Regions from separate parts of the Pan troglodytes genome. Here region 2 is linked to region 1. A link is a contact called in public Hi-C data. All regions are on one chromosome and are shown on one strand. The core of a region is the stretch at or near the end of the contact, and the rest is flanking DNA. Distances in the headings are between cores, read along the strand shown. Region 1 holds the start of SMIM29 (small integral membrane protein 29). Region 2 overlaps ILRUN (inflammation and lipid regulator with UBA-like and NBR1-like domains).

Region 1 (7,783 bases), core at 3,932-6,431:
CCCTGAAGCTGTCATTCCTTGAGCTGAGCCACTGCTGGGGTGGGGGGGTTAGGGGGTGCTGCTGGCCAGGCCCCAAGAGTGAGTAACAGGAAACAAGTTGTTTTGGAGTTTGTGCCTGGCACGGGGGCTGTAGCCCCGTGTGGTGTCCCGACATTCCCGCCCAGTGAGTGAGCCCCGGCGGCACACACTTCCCCTTCCTCCCCACCCCGGCCTAGGGTCAGCCCTCGGCCACCCCGGAGGGCCAGGGCACCACAGCACAGCATCTGCCCCTGTGGGCCAAGGACCTGGTTCCCCTGCACCCACCAGCGGGCTCTTGCACCTTCCAGCCACCCCTTCCCATTTCCTCCCCCAGCCACCTCTTCCCCCACCTCCTTTTCTCCCCTAGGGAGTCAGTCACATCCTGAAGCTCAGTGCTGCCCTGAGCTCTGCCCTCCGTGGGCCTGGGGGCCAAGGGGGCTTGGCTCCTGGCTCTGGGTGAGAGCAGCATGTGTGTGGGGTTTTTTCCTCCTTTTAAATTCTTTTTATGAATGAAGCCGGGCCGTGGAGGTTGCTGAGTCACCCACACACTCAGCCCTGACTCATCCCTCTTCAGGAGAGCCAGGGAGTGCAGGGAGCGGGTGGGGGCCAGCCTCTGGGGGTGGAAGAGGGGGACCGGGCCAGAGCTCACACCAACAACTGCCCACCTCACAGGAGAAGGAGGAAGAGGAGGGCATCTCGCAGGAGTCCTCGGAGGAGGAGCAGTGACCCATGCGTGCCGCCTGCTCCTCACTGGAGGAGCAGCTTCCTTCTGGGACTGGACAGCTTTGCTCCGCTCCCACCGCCCCCGCCCCTTCCCCAGGCCCACCATCACCACCGCCTCTGGCCGCCACCCCCATCTTCCACCTGTGCCCTCACCACCACACTACACAGCACACCAGCCGCTGCAGGGCTCCCATGGGCTGAGTGGGGAGCAGTTTTCCCCTGGCCTCAGTTCCCAGCTCCTCCCGCCCACCCACGCATACACACATGCCCTCCTGGACAAGGCTAACATCCCACTTAGCCGCACCCTGCACCTGCTGCGTCCCCACTCCCTTGGTGGTGGGGACATTGCTCTCTGGGCTTTTGGTTTGGGGGCGCCCTCTCTGCTCCTTCACTGTTCCCTCTGGCTTCCCATAGTGGGGCCTGGGAGGGTTCCCCTGGCCTTAAAAGGGGCCCAAGCCCCATCTCATCCTGGCATGCCCTACTCCACTGCCCTGGCAGCAGCAGGTGTGGCCAATGGAGGGGGGTGCTGGCCCCCAGGATTCCCCCAGCCAAACTGTCTTTGTCACCACATGGGGCTCACTTTTCATCCTTCCCCAACTTCCCTAGTCCCTGTACTAGGTTGGACAGCCCCCTTCGGCTACAGGAAGGCAGGAGGGGTGAGTCCCCTACTCCCTCTTCACTGTGGCCACAGCCCCCTTGCCCTCCGCCTGGGATCTGAGTACATATTGTGGTGATGGAGATGCAGTCACTTATTGTCCAGGTGAGGCCCAAGAGCCCTGTGGCCGCCACCTGAGGTGGGCTGGGGCTGCTCCCCTAACCCTACTTTGCTTCTGCCACTCAGCCATTTCCCCCTCCTCAGATGGGGCACCAATAACAAGGAGCTCACCCTGCCCGCTCCCAACCCCCCTCCTGCTCCTCCCTGCCCCCCAAGGTTCTGGTTCCATTTTTCCTCTGTTCACAAACTACCTCTGGACAGTTGTGTTGTTTTTTTGTTCAATGTTCCATTCTTCGACATCCGTCATTGCTGCTGCTACCAGCGCCAAATGTTCATCCTCATTGCCTCCTGTTCTGCCCACGATCCCCTCCCCCAAGATACTCTTTGTGGGGAAGAGGGGCTGGGGCATGGCAGGCTGGGTGACCGACTACCCCAGTCCCAGGGAAGGTGGGGCCCTGCCCCTAGGATGCTGCAGCAGAGTGAGCAAGGGGGCCCGAATCGACCATAAAGGGTGTAGGGGCCACCTCCTCCCCCTGTTCTGTTGGGGAGGGGTAGCCATGATTTGTCCCAGCCTGGGGCTCCCTCTCTGGTTTCCTATTTGCAGTTACTTGAATAAAAAAAATATCCTTTTCTGGACTGGAGTCTCCTGTGGTGTGTGCCCCTAAAGCCTGGGGCAGGTAGGATGGGTGACACTTGTGTTCTGGCCCCCATCCTTCAGGCTGCAGGAAGGGAGGGGAAATAGCAATGTAATCACCTCGGGGGAAGGTCATTTTAAGCCTCTTGATGAAATCAAAACCCCTAGCCACAAAACATTTTATTTACAAAATATATACTGAATACTATACATCTGGCCCCATCACCATGGAAACAACTCCAAAGCCTGCCTGGGGATTTATGCCCAAGCCAAGCCCAGGAGGGCTAGAGAAAGCAAAGGTGTCTACCAGCCGCCCCCATCCCAGAAGGAAAGCCTCTTCCCATGAGTGCCTGTGGGTGGGCGGTGAGCTCAACACCCACAAAGGGCAGAAGGCCTGGGGGCAGTGAGGTGATGGTGAGGGCATGGGAAGCAGATGCTGCTGAGGGTGGGTGGAGGGAGAAATGGAGACCCAGCACCCAGCAGGGGGAGCCAGGTGACAGCAGGGGAAGCAGATGGCAGGACCCCAGGCTCTGAAGGGTGGGGCAAGGGGGTCAGGTCACGTCTTGACATCCAGCAGCGGCATCCGCTTGTGCTGGTAGCCACTCTGCCAGCCATGTACCACCTGTCGGGGAGGAGACCACACCACAAGGCTGGGCTGTGTTCCCTGGGAGTCTGCAGCACCCAGTTACAGCCCAAGAAAGCAGAACCAGGCTCTGGTTTCAGTGTGGACGAGTATGGCTGGGAACAGGGCTGACCCCCACCTTGCCTCATTCTCCCCCTGGCCCCCAAGTGCTCACCTTGGGGTCTCCCATGTCAGAGAGCAGCTCCTGCTCAGCCTCATGCAGTTCCTCAGCTGGGTCATAGCTGTACATGGGGAGCAGGTGATGGCGCAGCCGGTCCACCCTGGGGAGCAGGGGAGGGGACTCAGCTAGGAGGTCCCCCCAACCCTCATCAAACACCTGGCTGCCCCGTCTCTCCTCCCTTTCCCAGGCAGGGGCAATTCCAGTGGGTGCCTTTTGGGACACACTATACCTCCAAGAATACAACCCTGGTTCTACAAAGGGGCTTTCCCCAGTGAGTAACCTGAGGCTGGGGCAGGGAAAACAAATTACAGGCTTGTATCAGGATGGCTGAGGGACATCTTACAGAAAAGTCAGAGCCTATGAGCAGGAATTTCAGAACGGGTGTGGGGTTAGGGCGGGTGGGGGACAGGGACACTCACCGCTTTTTCTTCTGTACATACATTACCTGCAACAGAGACACAGCACTGTGGGGGCTGCTGAGCCCAGGAAGGCCCACAGGCAGAGAGAGGCCCACCTCCACACCCTTCACTCCCTTAACAGGACAGTGGGGACTCTGCAGACTGGACCAGGCCCACCCAGCCCCTGCCTTAGCAAAGCTGTGGGTGTCTGTGTGTGTATATGAGGGCTCCTTACCACAGCCACCACCACCCCGACCAGGGTGATGAGGAAGAAGGGCCCCAACACATAGCCCACCATGGAGTCGCTGTTGGCCTGGGGGGCATTGGGCACAGTGGTGTTACTCATGACATCAGCAGCCGGAGGGCTGGGTGGTCAGCATGGGCAGTGGCGCTTCGGGAGGGCGCCTCCACTGGGCTCCCTGGGGAGGAGGAAGGGAGGTTATCAGTTGCACCCAGGTGACATCCAGACTCTGGATCCCTCCCCCAGAGCTGAAGATCTATGAAAACTGGTCCCAGGTCAAATCCTGGGAGGAGGGATCCTCCAGGTAGATGTACTGGGTGTGACCCTCCAGTGAGTCTTGGCAAATCCTGGCAGGAAAGGGGATCAAGGGAAGGCCTGGATCCAGGGCTGAGTCTTGCCCAACTCCTATCCCTAAATCAGGGTGGGGCCCAGCTCAGATGCTGGCCAAATATTTACAAGTCTCAGCTTCTGGGGAAAGATTAAGTGCAGGTTTCAGGTGCCTGCCCCAGCCCTTTTGGGGCACTGGGCTGCCAGCACCTGTCCAGTGGAGCAAAATGGATAAATGAGGTCTAAAGGAAGGACCTGCACTGCAGCCAGGGGTGAGATGGGAGCATCTGAAAGAGCCCGCTTCCATCCTGGTCCAATTCCACTTCAAGCGATGGGCTCCATGCCTGAGTTCTATGCCCTTGTCCCTGGTGTCACCTCAGACATACAGCCCAAACACCCTCTCCCCCATCTGTCTCGTGTGCCAGGGTGGACACGAGTGGGTAAAGCTGGATTGTATCTTCAAGATGATGTCAGCTTCCTCTTGTCTCCACCCGGGGCTCCGCCCAGGTCCCTCCCCTCCTGGCCTGAGCTGACAGGCAGAGGTGGAGAGGGTCAGTCCCCATCGACAGAAGCAAAGAGATCGTCCTGGGGCAGTTTGCACGCTGATGGCCCAAGGTCCGCGACCCAGGTTCGCTTGAGTCTGTATCAGAGGGCAAGGTATGAACGACCTACCCCCGTGTCCGTAGGGCACGGGGCATCGAGCTTGCCCTTACCCAGTCGTATGCTCATCGTCCCAGGTCAAGGGGGCATGCCAGGGTGGGGAGGGCGTCAGGCCGCTGCTAGGATGCGGGCCAGCAACAGCGGACAGGAGGTGGTTCCCACGGCGCTGGGAGGCTCAGGCCGGAGGTGGGGGTGTTGGGGGATGCGGATGGGCCGCCCCGCGCCCGAACATCCTGGAAGCCCGTCACCCGAGGCGTGGACCCGTGCCGGCGCTCTGCAGCCCAGCCGGCCTGGCCATGCCTTACCTCCCGCCGCTGCAGCCCCGACAGGAACGCCCTCGGTTGGCTCCCGGGCCCCGGAAAAGCCGTCAGGCGCGTGATCAAAGGACCCGGGGAAATGGGCCGGGCCTCAGCACCCGGGCGCAGCCAATCCGGTAGCAGAAAGCCGGTGGCCTGGAGATTTCTGGAGCCGCCAATCCGGAGGCGGGGGTGGGCGGTGCGAAGGCGGGGACAGCGGGGCTTGCAGGGTCCGCCCGGCGGCGGCAGGGGGCAGCCGAGGGCTGCGTAGTGGGGGGAGGAGAACGCGACGCGGGGCCGGACGGGGTAGGGCGGGGCGCGCGCAGTTTTCCGGCGGCCCCTGGCCCGCCCGCGCCTGGAGCTCCGATTCTGGGAGGTCCCCGGCGCCCACTTCATTCACCCCTCTCGTTGCAGCCAGAATAGGGTCGCGCCGCGCTCTAACGTTGAGCCCAGGCCCTTCGCGGCAAGACCCTGCTCCGGGCCCACTCGGCCTCCGTCTGTGTTTGTTCCCTGGCCTTCGGGCTGTGCTCGGCTGGTAGAGTACGGCAGGTCTGGGCTACCGAGGGCCCTGGCACGCCCACCCTCTCTGCGCCTGTCTTAACGTCTGTAAAACAAGCTGTGTGAGGATTATTATTATTACTTTTTTTTTGAGATGGAGTCGGTCTCTGTCGTCCAGGCTGGAGTGCAGTGGCACGATCTCAGCTCACTGCAATCTCTGCCTCCCTGGTTCAAGCTATTCTCTTGCCTCAGCCTCCCGAGTAGCTGGGACTACAGGTGTGCACCACCATGCCTGGCTAATTTTTGTATTTTTAGTAGAGAGGGGGTTTCAACATGTTCGCCATGATGGTCTCTTAACACCTGACCTCAGGTGATCCACCTGCCTCAGCCTCCTAAAGTGCTGGGATTACAGGCGTGAGCCACTGGGCCTAGCCGGATTTTACTTTCTTTTCTCCTAAGAGAGAACACCCTTGTGAGCTAGGCAGGGCAAGTGGAGCAATCGCAATTTGCAGATGAGTTAATTGATGCTCAAGCAATGAGATGACTTCTCAGGGCCCTTGGCCTGATCATTAAGGGCAGGGTGGGATGAGATGACAGGTGGGCCTCTCTTCTTGGACAGCTCTCTGCTGACAGCTGCCCCAGAGCTACATTTGAGGCCTGGTGTCTTGCTGTGTTCAGGCTTCATATCTGATGAGAGTACCTCCAAGTATAGCCGGGAAAACTGCAGCTCTGCCTTCCCTCTTCATGCAGCTACCGTTTCAGGAAGCGGGAGGCTAGGGTGGGGTTGAGACTACATTGTGCTACCATGCTCGAGTTTTGACTGCCTCCTGATCCATGCTGCTGTGGTTAGTGCCTGGACTTGTCTGCCCACTTCAGCTAATGCCTCACTCATCCTCGTGTCCTCCAGCTCTGGATCCACTGAACAAACCATAAAAGCAAGACCTGAAAGGATTGAACTATTTTCAGTTAACTTTTAGAATGAAGCTCAAGAAGATTTATAGGAAGGCAAAAATATCCAGTTTTTATAATATCTGACATCCATTAAAAAATGGAACCTGGTGGCCAGGTGTGGTGGCTCATGCCTGTAATCCTAGCACTTTGGGAGGCCGAGGTGGTGGATCACCTGATGTCAGGAGTTCGAGACCAGCCTGGCCAAAGAGGTGAAACCCCCATCTCTACTAAAAATACAAAAATTAGCTGGGCGTGGTGGCAGGAGCTTGTAATTCTAGCTACTCAGGAGACTGAGGCAGGAGAATCACTTGAACCCAGGAGGCAGAGGTTGCAGTGAGCCGAGATCATGCCATTGCACTCCAGTCTGGTGACAAGAGTGAAACTCTGTCTCAAATATTAAAAAAAAAAAAGGACCCTGGCTGGGTGCTGTGGCTCACACTTGTAATCCCAGCACTTAAGACAAGGAATGTATGAAAAATATCCCAGTGATCTTCTAGAGATGAAAACTACAATATCAGATTAAAAAAATCATACTGGACAGGATTAATCACACTGGATAGGATTAATGGCAGGTTAGATATTACAGAAGAAAAGACAAGTGAACTTGAGGGCATAGCAATAGAAACTACCTAAAATAAAACCCAAAGATAAAAAAATCCAAAAAAAAAAGAAAAATGAAAATAGGATCAGTGAGTTGCAGGATAACCGTAAGTGGCCTAATATATGGATAATTAGAGGTCCAAAAGGAGAAGAAAGAAAGGACAGAAAAATATTTGAAGAAACCATGACCAAAAGCTTTCCAAACTTGGGCCAGGCGCAGTGGCTCACTCCTGTAATCCCAGCACTTTGGGAGGCCGAGGCAGGTGTATCACCTGAGGTCAGGAGTTTGAGACCAGCCGGCCAACATGAAGAAACCCCATCTCTACTAAAAATACAAAAATTTGCCAGGCGTGTTGGCACATGCCTGTAATCCCAGCTACTTGGGAGGCTGAGGTAGGAGGATCGCTTGAACCCGGGAGGCAGAGGTTGCAGTGAGCTGAGACTGTGCCATTGTACTCCAGCCTGGGCAACAAGAGCAAAACTCCCGTCTCAAAAAACAAAACAGCAACAACAAAAAACTTTCCAAACTTAAAGATGGCTATAAACCTACAGACCCAGGAAGCACAATAAGCCCAAGCACAAGCAACATGAAGAAACTGTGCCAAAGCACATCGTAATCAAATTGCTCAAAGCCAGTGGTAAAGATGTTACACACAGAGGAACAAAGTTAAGAATGGCATAAGATTTCACTTGAAACAATCCAGGTGAAAAGATGGTGGAGCAACATCTTTTATTTTTTTATTTATTTTTATTTTATTTTATTTTATTTTTTTGAGACAGAGTCTCGCTCTGTCGCCCAGGCTGGAGTGCAGTGGCGCAATCTCGGCTCACTGCAAGCTCCGCCTCCAGGGTTCCCGCCATTCTCCTGCCTCAGGCTCCCGAGTAGCTGGGACTACAGGCACCCACTACCACGCCCTGC
Region 2 (7,783 bases), core at 2,760-5,259, 360 kb after region 1:
TGAAGCCAGGACAGACCTAACAGTTTATGTGGTAATATGGGTAGGATGCTAGGCTTAATATGCAGCATTATTATTCAGAGAAGAATACACAGGAATGCTCACAGGACTCCACCACTTGAACCACCTACAACAATGAACTCCCAGCATCAGGGCTTTATTCAACCAACCAAAACCAACAACCAGGCACCATCATCACCTTAGCAAACTGTGGAAGACACTGTTTAATCAATTGGCATAGAAGAAAACAGATCAAGAAATCAAACACCTAGAAAAGTGCCTCACAACAATCAGAATATTTAAAATCACAGTTAACTCAACAAACAACTCTCACTTATTCACCACATTTGAAAAGTCAAAATATCACTGGGGTCTCTCTGGGTCATGGATAAGGAGGTCGATGGGCCATAAGGACTGAAAAGACATCAACAAGACATGCAAACAGGGTAAATAAAGCAAAGCCCAACAACAATATTTAGAATAAATAATTGAGCAACATTGTTTCTTTTTTTAAAATACTAAAGGTAAAGAACTTCACTCTTTCAAGACCCAAACCATAGCAGAGAGACAGGAGTAAATTATAAATGTGGATGAAGCAACATCCACAGGACATGAAGATGGGGCTGGGGAAACGGGAGAAGGGGTAAGCTTTTGCATTGTTGCTATTGGCAGGAGAGCTGAGCAGTCTTAAAGAACCTCCTCTGGGGAGCGGCAGTCTAGGATTCTAGGTTTGCCATGAAGGGGTATCACAAGTCCCAAGGCCCACCACCTACCCCTTCTCTTCTCCAAGGGCACCTACCTTACTGTAAGTCACTACTGATAAGTTGTTTGCGTGACTGCTGGGAGACAGATTTACAGAGTTCTGTGACAGTCTATTCTGGTCTTGCTCAGTTTGGTCAGGAGCAGGAGCCCATGTGTCAGGAGCAGGAGCCCATGTGTTTTTGCTGATCGAGTCGAACTCGGAGCCCCCAGGGTCTTTTAAGTTGTTTTCATCTGATTGTCGGTTCTTTTGGGGAGAGGCAAAAGGGTTGAAGTTTCCTTCTACCTTACGATGCGGCTGTGTGTTGAACTCCGTTTCAAAAGATGACAGCTGCTGCGTTACTCCTAAAAGTCCACCCACCTCCACACTGAGAATCACCCAGATGACATCTGAAACAAAAAGGTAACTCATTTCAATGCCAGGCTTACCCTTAAAGGCCCAAGATAGCCACCACCAAAAACCCCAAACATTATCCAAACCACAGAATGAAACATTCTTCTATATGCTAGTTTTAAAAGCTTGCTAACAAAGCTGCCTGGTACATTTGCATTGCATGCATAGCTACATTTTTGGTAATGTCAAATTCAAATTCTAGTATAAATTCAGCAGAGGTCTGTGGTGAGATCCATGAAACTCTATTTATAAAAAGCTTACCAGTTGATGCCAATGCACCGTCATCTTTGGAAATCATTATTCCAGAGAACGATCAATAGATAGAAATCAAAAGTTACTCTTCCTAGAATTGGTATCTCTTTGTGGTTTTTCACTTTATTTTACATGTATTTTACAATTACGAGAATTACAACTTTATCAACGCTCTTCCCTTTGGGGGCAATTTAGAATGACCATATGTTGTCCAAACTAGGACAAATGAGAGTGAAAGAGGGACCTATTAATAATTACGCCAGGACCAGCATTTATCTAGACAAAATGGAAGATACTATCACCCTGGCTATCTTCTCAATCTATTTGACCAAAAGACACCAAGAATTTGGCATGCCTCAGACTTTCTAAAATACCCAATTTAACACCTGCTTTGCTTTTCTGTCATACAGTCATGCATTGCTTAATGAAGAAGATATGTTCTGAGAAATGTATCATTAGGCAATTTATCACTGTGTGAACATCATAGAGTGTACAAACCTAGATAGTAGAGCCTACTACACACCTAGGCTATATGGTATAGCCTATTGCTCTTAGGCTACAAATCTCTATAGCATGTTACTGTACTGTTACTTTATTGAATACTGTAGGCAACTGTAATACAACAGTAAGTATATGTGTATCTAAACGTATCTAAGGCCAGGCCAGATTTCATGTCTGTAATCCTGGGCATTCTGGGAGGTCTAGGCAAGAGGATCACTTCAGACCAGGAGTTTGAGACCATCCTGGGTGACACAGGGAGACTCTGTCTCTACCAAAAACTTAAAAATTAGCTGGCCGTGGTGGTGCTCGCCTGTAGTCCCAGCTACTTGGGGGACAGAGGTGGGAGGATCGCTTGAGCCCAGGAGGTAGAGGCTGCAGTGAGCTGTGATTACACCAATGCACTCCAGCTCAGGCAACACAGCACCACCCTGTTTTTAAAAAAAAAAAAAAATTACAGCCGTGGGTGGTGGCTCATGCCTGTAATCCCAACACTCTGGGAGGCTGAGGCAGGAAGATCACTTGAGGTCAGAAGTTCGAGACCAGCCTGGCCAACATAGTGAAACCCCGTCTCTACTGAAAATTAAAAAACTAGCTGGGCATAGTGGCGGGTGCCTATAATCCCAGCTACTCAGGAGGCTGAGGCAGGAGAATTGCTTGAGCCTGGGAGGTGAAGCCGAGATTGTGCCACTGCACTCTAGCCTAGTTGACACAGCAAGACTCCATCTCAAAAAAAAAATTAAAAAATTTAAAAAAATAGCTAAACATAGAATAGTAAAATATATTATATGAAAGATAAAAAATGATATACCTGCCAAGGGAACTTACTATGGAGCTTTCAAGCCTGGAAGTTGATCTGGGTGAGTCAGTGAGTGAATGTGGACATTACTAAACACTATGTAGACTTCATAAACACTGTGCAGTTAAGTTACACCAAATTCATTAAAAAACAAACTACAATGTTATGGAAGCTACAGTGTCACTAGGTAACAGGAATTTTTCAGCTCCATTATAACTTTATGGGACCACCATCACTGACCAAAACATCATTATGCAGTACAAGACTATAGAGGGAAACTCTACCACCTATCCACAATTAAACCATAAATGTATTTTTAAATAGATGTACCATAGGACATTTGGTCATAGTTCAGCTCTTGATTTGCTCAAGTGCCAAAGCTAAGGGTTCAAATAAAAAAAGAAAGTAGCGGTTCCTGAACCTTTGATGTTCAGCACCTCACTCCAGAGAACAGTGACACGTACATTCCTGTTGGAAGGTTTTCAAAAAGCAAAATACAGAAAGGCCAAGAAGCTTTTAACTGTGTGAACCGTACTGAACACAAATACGAAGAACTGTCTAGGCTCCTAAATAACTGTTGAAAGGTTGATAGAAAAAGGCAAATGCATTCCATCAGTTAGCTACCTAGAAATAGAGATAATATAATCCTAGAACAAACACTAAAAACAAGCAGTGAAGGAAACTAAGGAAAACTCTCTCAGGCTGTGTTTATTCTAAATTTTTAATTTGGGCTGTATATCAAAAGAAGGCAGCCTGGCTGGGCACGGTGGCTCATGCCTGTAATCCCAACACTTTGGGAGGCCGAGATGGGTGGATCACTTGAGGTCAGGAGTTCGAGACTAGCCTGGCCAACATGGCAAAACCCTGTCTCTACTAAAAATACAAAAATTAGCTGGATGTGGTGGTGCACGCCTGTAGTCCTGGCTACTTGGGAGGCTGAGATGGGAGAATTGCTTGATCCTGGGAGGCGGAGGTTGTAGTGAGCTGAGATCGTGCCCCTGCACTCCAGCCTGGATGACAGAGTAAGAGCCTATCTCAAAAAAAAAAAAGGTGGGGTGGAATCTTAAAGTATCATACAACCATAAAAACTTAGAGGTTTGGAAGCTGTATTAAGAACTGGTTGTATCCAAACAGCCAGCCTGGATGACAGAGTGAGAGCCTATCTCAAAAAAAAAAAAAAAAAAAAAGGGAATCTTAAAGTATCATACAACCATAAAAACTTAAGAGGTTTGGGAGCTGTATTAAGAACTGGTTGTATCCAAACAGCTAAGAGTCAGGCCCTAGTAAGTGGAGATGCAGTGACATCTGCTGTTCACTCCTGGAATTAGCAATTTCTTTCTCCTCTAAGAAGAGGAAATTAAAGCCACCAGCAGCAGCACTAGTATGACTCACAGGAATGTACATTCATTCCAGATACACTTATCATCAAAGAAAATATGGCCGGGCGTGGTGGCTCATGCCTGTAATCCCAGCACTTTGGGAGGCCGAGGCAGGTGGATCACGAGGTCAGGAGATCGAGACCATCCTGGCTAACAGGGTGAAACCCCGTCTCTACTAAAAATACAAAAAAAAATTAGCTAGGCATGGTGGCGGGCTCCTATAGTCCCAGCCACTCAAGAGGCTGAGGCAGGAGAATGGCATGAACCCAGGAGGCAGAGCTTGCAGTGAGCTGAAATCACGCCACTGCACTCCAGCCTGGGCAACTGAGCAAGACTCCGTCTCAAAAAAAAAAAAGAAAAAGAAAAAGAAAAAAAAGAAAAGAAAATATAAATCCCCATGTAAACTAGCAACATAAAAGTTAAACCTCTTGACTTAACACCGCACATGTAGTGTGCCACTTCCCTTGAAAATCTGGGACAGTGCCAGGAATAGTGGGTCAGAGGACCTGTGTTCAAAGCTCAATCTCATAAATCAATCCAATGAAGTGGGACAATCCAATAGCAGGCAGCCTGAGGGAGAATCATTCCATGCTCTCCTATCCTAGCTTTCTAACACAAGACAGCATTCCTTCACTCTACTATTTGTTTTTCCCAAACAGATAAGCCCTGTCTTACAATACAGGCTGAGTATTCCTAATTTGAAAATCCAAAACTTTTTGACCACCAATCTGACACTCAAAAGAAAAGCTCATTGAATCATTTCAGATTTTGAATTTTTGGATTAGGGATGATGAACTGATATAATGCAAATATTCAAAAATCCAAAAAAATCTAAAATCTGAAACACTTCTGGTCTCAAGCATTTCAGATAAGGGATACTCAACCTGTACTTTTACTCCTCCTTGTCTACCACCCATCTGTTTTAAAAATAAATTCTTTTGTAAGTACATGATAGATTTGGCACACAGCTACTAAGCTACAGTCATATGCTTCATTCTTAGCTCAGGAAGCTAAACGCTTATGAAAAAGCTATTCTGAAAGCTGTTATCCATAAATAAGACTAATGACCTACCACCACCCCTTTTCTCCCTTTAGAACTAAAGCATCTTTAGGCTGGGTGCAGTGGCTAGCACCTGTAATTCCAGCACTCTGGGTGGTTGAGGAACGAGGATCACTTGAGCCCAGGAGTTTGAGACCATTCTGGGCAACACAGTGAGACTTCTTTCCCCCTCCCCCTCCCCCTCTCCTTCCCTCTCCTTTCCTTTCTTTCTTTCTTTTTGATGTCCTTTTTTTTTTGTTAATTAAATTTTTAGTAGAGATGAGGTCTCACTATGTTGCCCAGGTTGGCAAACTCCTGGGCTCAAGCGATCCTCCTGGTTCAGCCTCTCCAAGTATTGGGATTACAGGCATAAGCCACTGCACTGGCCAAAAATGTCTTTAGTATGACTCACCAGAACTTATCATACTTAAGCCACCTCCCCATCTCTTTGCGTTGGCTATTGCTCAGCTCTGTACATAGATTCTACATAGTAGCTATAAAAGGAAAGTCATTTGAGAAGCCACTGATTTATAAACACCAACAATAAATATCAGTTCTGACCCTCCTAAGTTACTGCTGCAATGGGTCATCATGAACAGCAAAATACAACTTCTACGTGGTACAATCTCAATCATCTTGTACCACTTCTAGACCTTATATTCCAGAATGCGTTCACCCCCTGCCTACTGTATTATTTTTAATCAAACAAATGAAAAAGTAAAGAAAAGGTAAAGATGGCCTAATAAGCTTGTTTCATAGACAATGACCATTCCCAATTCTTACCAGAATGCCTTGACTACTGAGATAAGAACTAGCTGCTAGCCAGATACTTTACCATCTGTTATAATAAAACCACAAGTGGAAGAGATCATCCAATGAAACTGCTTCATTTTCTAGATTTAAAAAATCTGAAGTCTAGAGGTAAAAGTGATGAGCTCAAGGTCATAATTTAAGTTAAAGCAGACTGAGAACACCCAGCTTTTAGTATAGCTTTAAAAACTCACACCTAACAGGAACGTGGGAACCCAAATACCCAGGGAACTAAAGCTATGGTTAAGTCAGTCCCATTTCCCAAGCCATAGTATCTTTACCCACAGACATATGATCTTTGGCACCAACAGGAAGAATGGACCACCAAATGTCCCAGAGAAGTAGCCAAGGAGGTAGAATCATGTGCCATGAGAACACAATGAGGACTTAGTAAGCAAATGGAGACCCTGATTTTAAAATGTCTGGCCTTAAGGAGATTTTCTTTTAAAGCACCTGAGGCCAGTCACAGCCACTCACATCTGTAATCCCAGCACTTTGGAAAGCCAACGTGAGCAGACTGCTTGAGCTCAGGAGTTTGTGACCAGCCTATGGCAACACCAGCCTAGGCAACACGGTGAAACACTGTTTCCACAAAAAATACAAAAATTAGCCAGGCATGGTGGCACATGCTTGTAGACCCAGCTACTTGGGAGGCTGAGGTGGGAGGATAGCCTGAGCCTAGGAGGTCGAGGCTGTACCACTGTGCTTCAGCCTGGGCAACAGTGAGACCCTGTCTCAAAAAATAATAATAATAAAAATAAAAAGCACCAGAGACAGAACATTAGAGCTAGAAAGTACTGTAAATGTTATCTCATTCAACTTGTCCCTTTACAGATGACAAAACCTCATTATTATAGTATAAACTTCCTTTTGTAGAAATACATCATAAATTACTAAAGAGAAAACATAGCTTTCCTATTTCTTAATCTTGGACGATAAGTATAAAAGAGGCCAGGTACAGCAGCTCATGCCTGTAATGCCAGCACTTTGGGAGGCCAAAGCAGGTGGATCACTTAAGGTCAGGAGTTCCAGATCAGCCTGGGCAACATGGTGAAACCCCATCCCTACTAAAAATACAAAAATTTGGCTGGGTGCAGTGGCTCACGCCTGCAATCCCAGCATTTTGGGAGGCCAAGGCGGGCAGATCATGAGGTCAGGAGATCAAGACCATCCTGGCTAACACGGTGAAACCCCATCTCTACTAAAAATACAAAAAAATTAGCCGGGCATGGTGGTGGGCGCCTGTAGTCCCAGCTACTCAGGAGGCTGAGGCAGGAGAATGGCGTGAACCCGGGAGGCGGAGCTTGCAGTGAGCCGAGATTGCGCCACTGCACTCCAGCCAGGGCGACAGTGCAAGACTCCGTCTCAAGGAAAAAAAAAAAACAAACAAAAATTAGTTACATGTGGTGGTGTGCACCTGTAGTCTCAGCTACCTAGCATGCTGAGGCATGAGAATCACTGGAACCTAAGAGGAGGTGGAGGTTGCAGTGAGCCGAGATAGCATCACTGCACTCTGGCCTGGGTGACAGAGTGAGACCCTGTCTCAAAAACAACAACAACAACAACAACAACAAAACCAAAGCCAATCAAACAAATTTTTAAAATAAGTGTAAGAGAATAAAAGAAAAATGTTTAAGTTGGAGCTCACATCCATAATCTCAACGATTCATACTGACATACAAAGACATCACAGATTATGGTCAGATAAAAAATGTCTGCATACATGTAAAAGCTAGCATCAGAGGTCAAATCACATCATAATCAGCATATACACATCTACAATTTCTCCAGTAAAATAAAATAGTAAAAATCAGTGCAACATTCCCAACTGGTAAATCTGTTTCTGATGGGATATA

What was found. A called contact is a pair of places that touch in the nucleus more often than the background predicts.
Region 2: a Hi-C map of stem cell-derived neural progenitor cells shows a contact between it and region 1, with 2.6 times the contacts expected there. The contact joins the enhancer-like site here to the promoter of SMIM29 in region 1. A contact is called at or near these places in 2 of 7 Hi-C or Micro-C datasets (blood and stem cell-derived neural progenitor cells) and 1 of 1 datasets of contacts at active chromatin or transcription factors (stem cell-derived excitatory neurons).

Annotation. Positions count from the first base shown.
Region 1 is chr5:40,121,852-40,129,634 of NHGRI_mPanTro3-v2.0_pri, forward strand. It overlaps SMIM29 (small integral membrane protein 29), which reads right to left and starts at 5,182. Exons shown (of 5, transcript XM_054685711.1): 1 at 4,825-5,182; 2 at 3,587-3,710; 3 at 3,313-3,338; 4 at 2,888-2,993; 5 at 2,256-2,712. The coding sequence starts at 3,637. The coding sequence ends at 2,647. It overlaps HMGA1 (high mobility group AT-hook 1), which reads left to right. Exons shown (of 6, transcript NM_001246496.1): 6 at 691-2,092. The coding sequence ends at 744.
Region 2 is chr5:40,480,047-40,487,829 of NHGRI_mPanTro3-v2.0_pri, forward strand. ILRUN (inflammation and lipid regulator with UBA-like and NBR1-like domains) reads right to left here. Exons shown (of 5, transcript XM_016955277.4): 4 at 797-1,146. Among named protein-coding and RNA genes, the nearest start is that of SPDEF, 64 kb to the left of the region's middle. Within about 2 kb of position 4,010, at least 3 of the 24 cell types and tissues checked have an H3K27ac peak or open chromatin away from gene starts, as enhancers often do. A contact at or near this core is called in stem cell-derived neural progenitor cells, where this site is marked.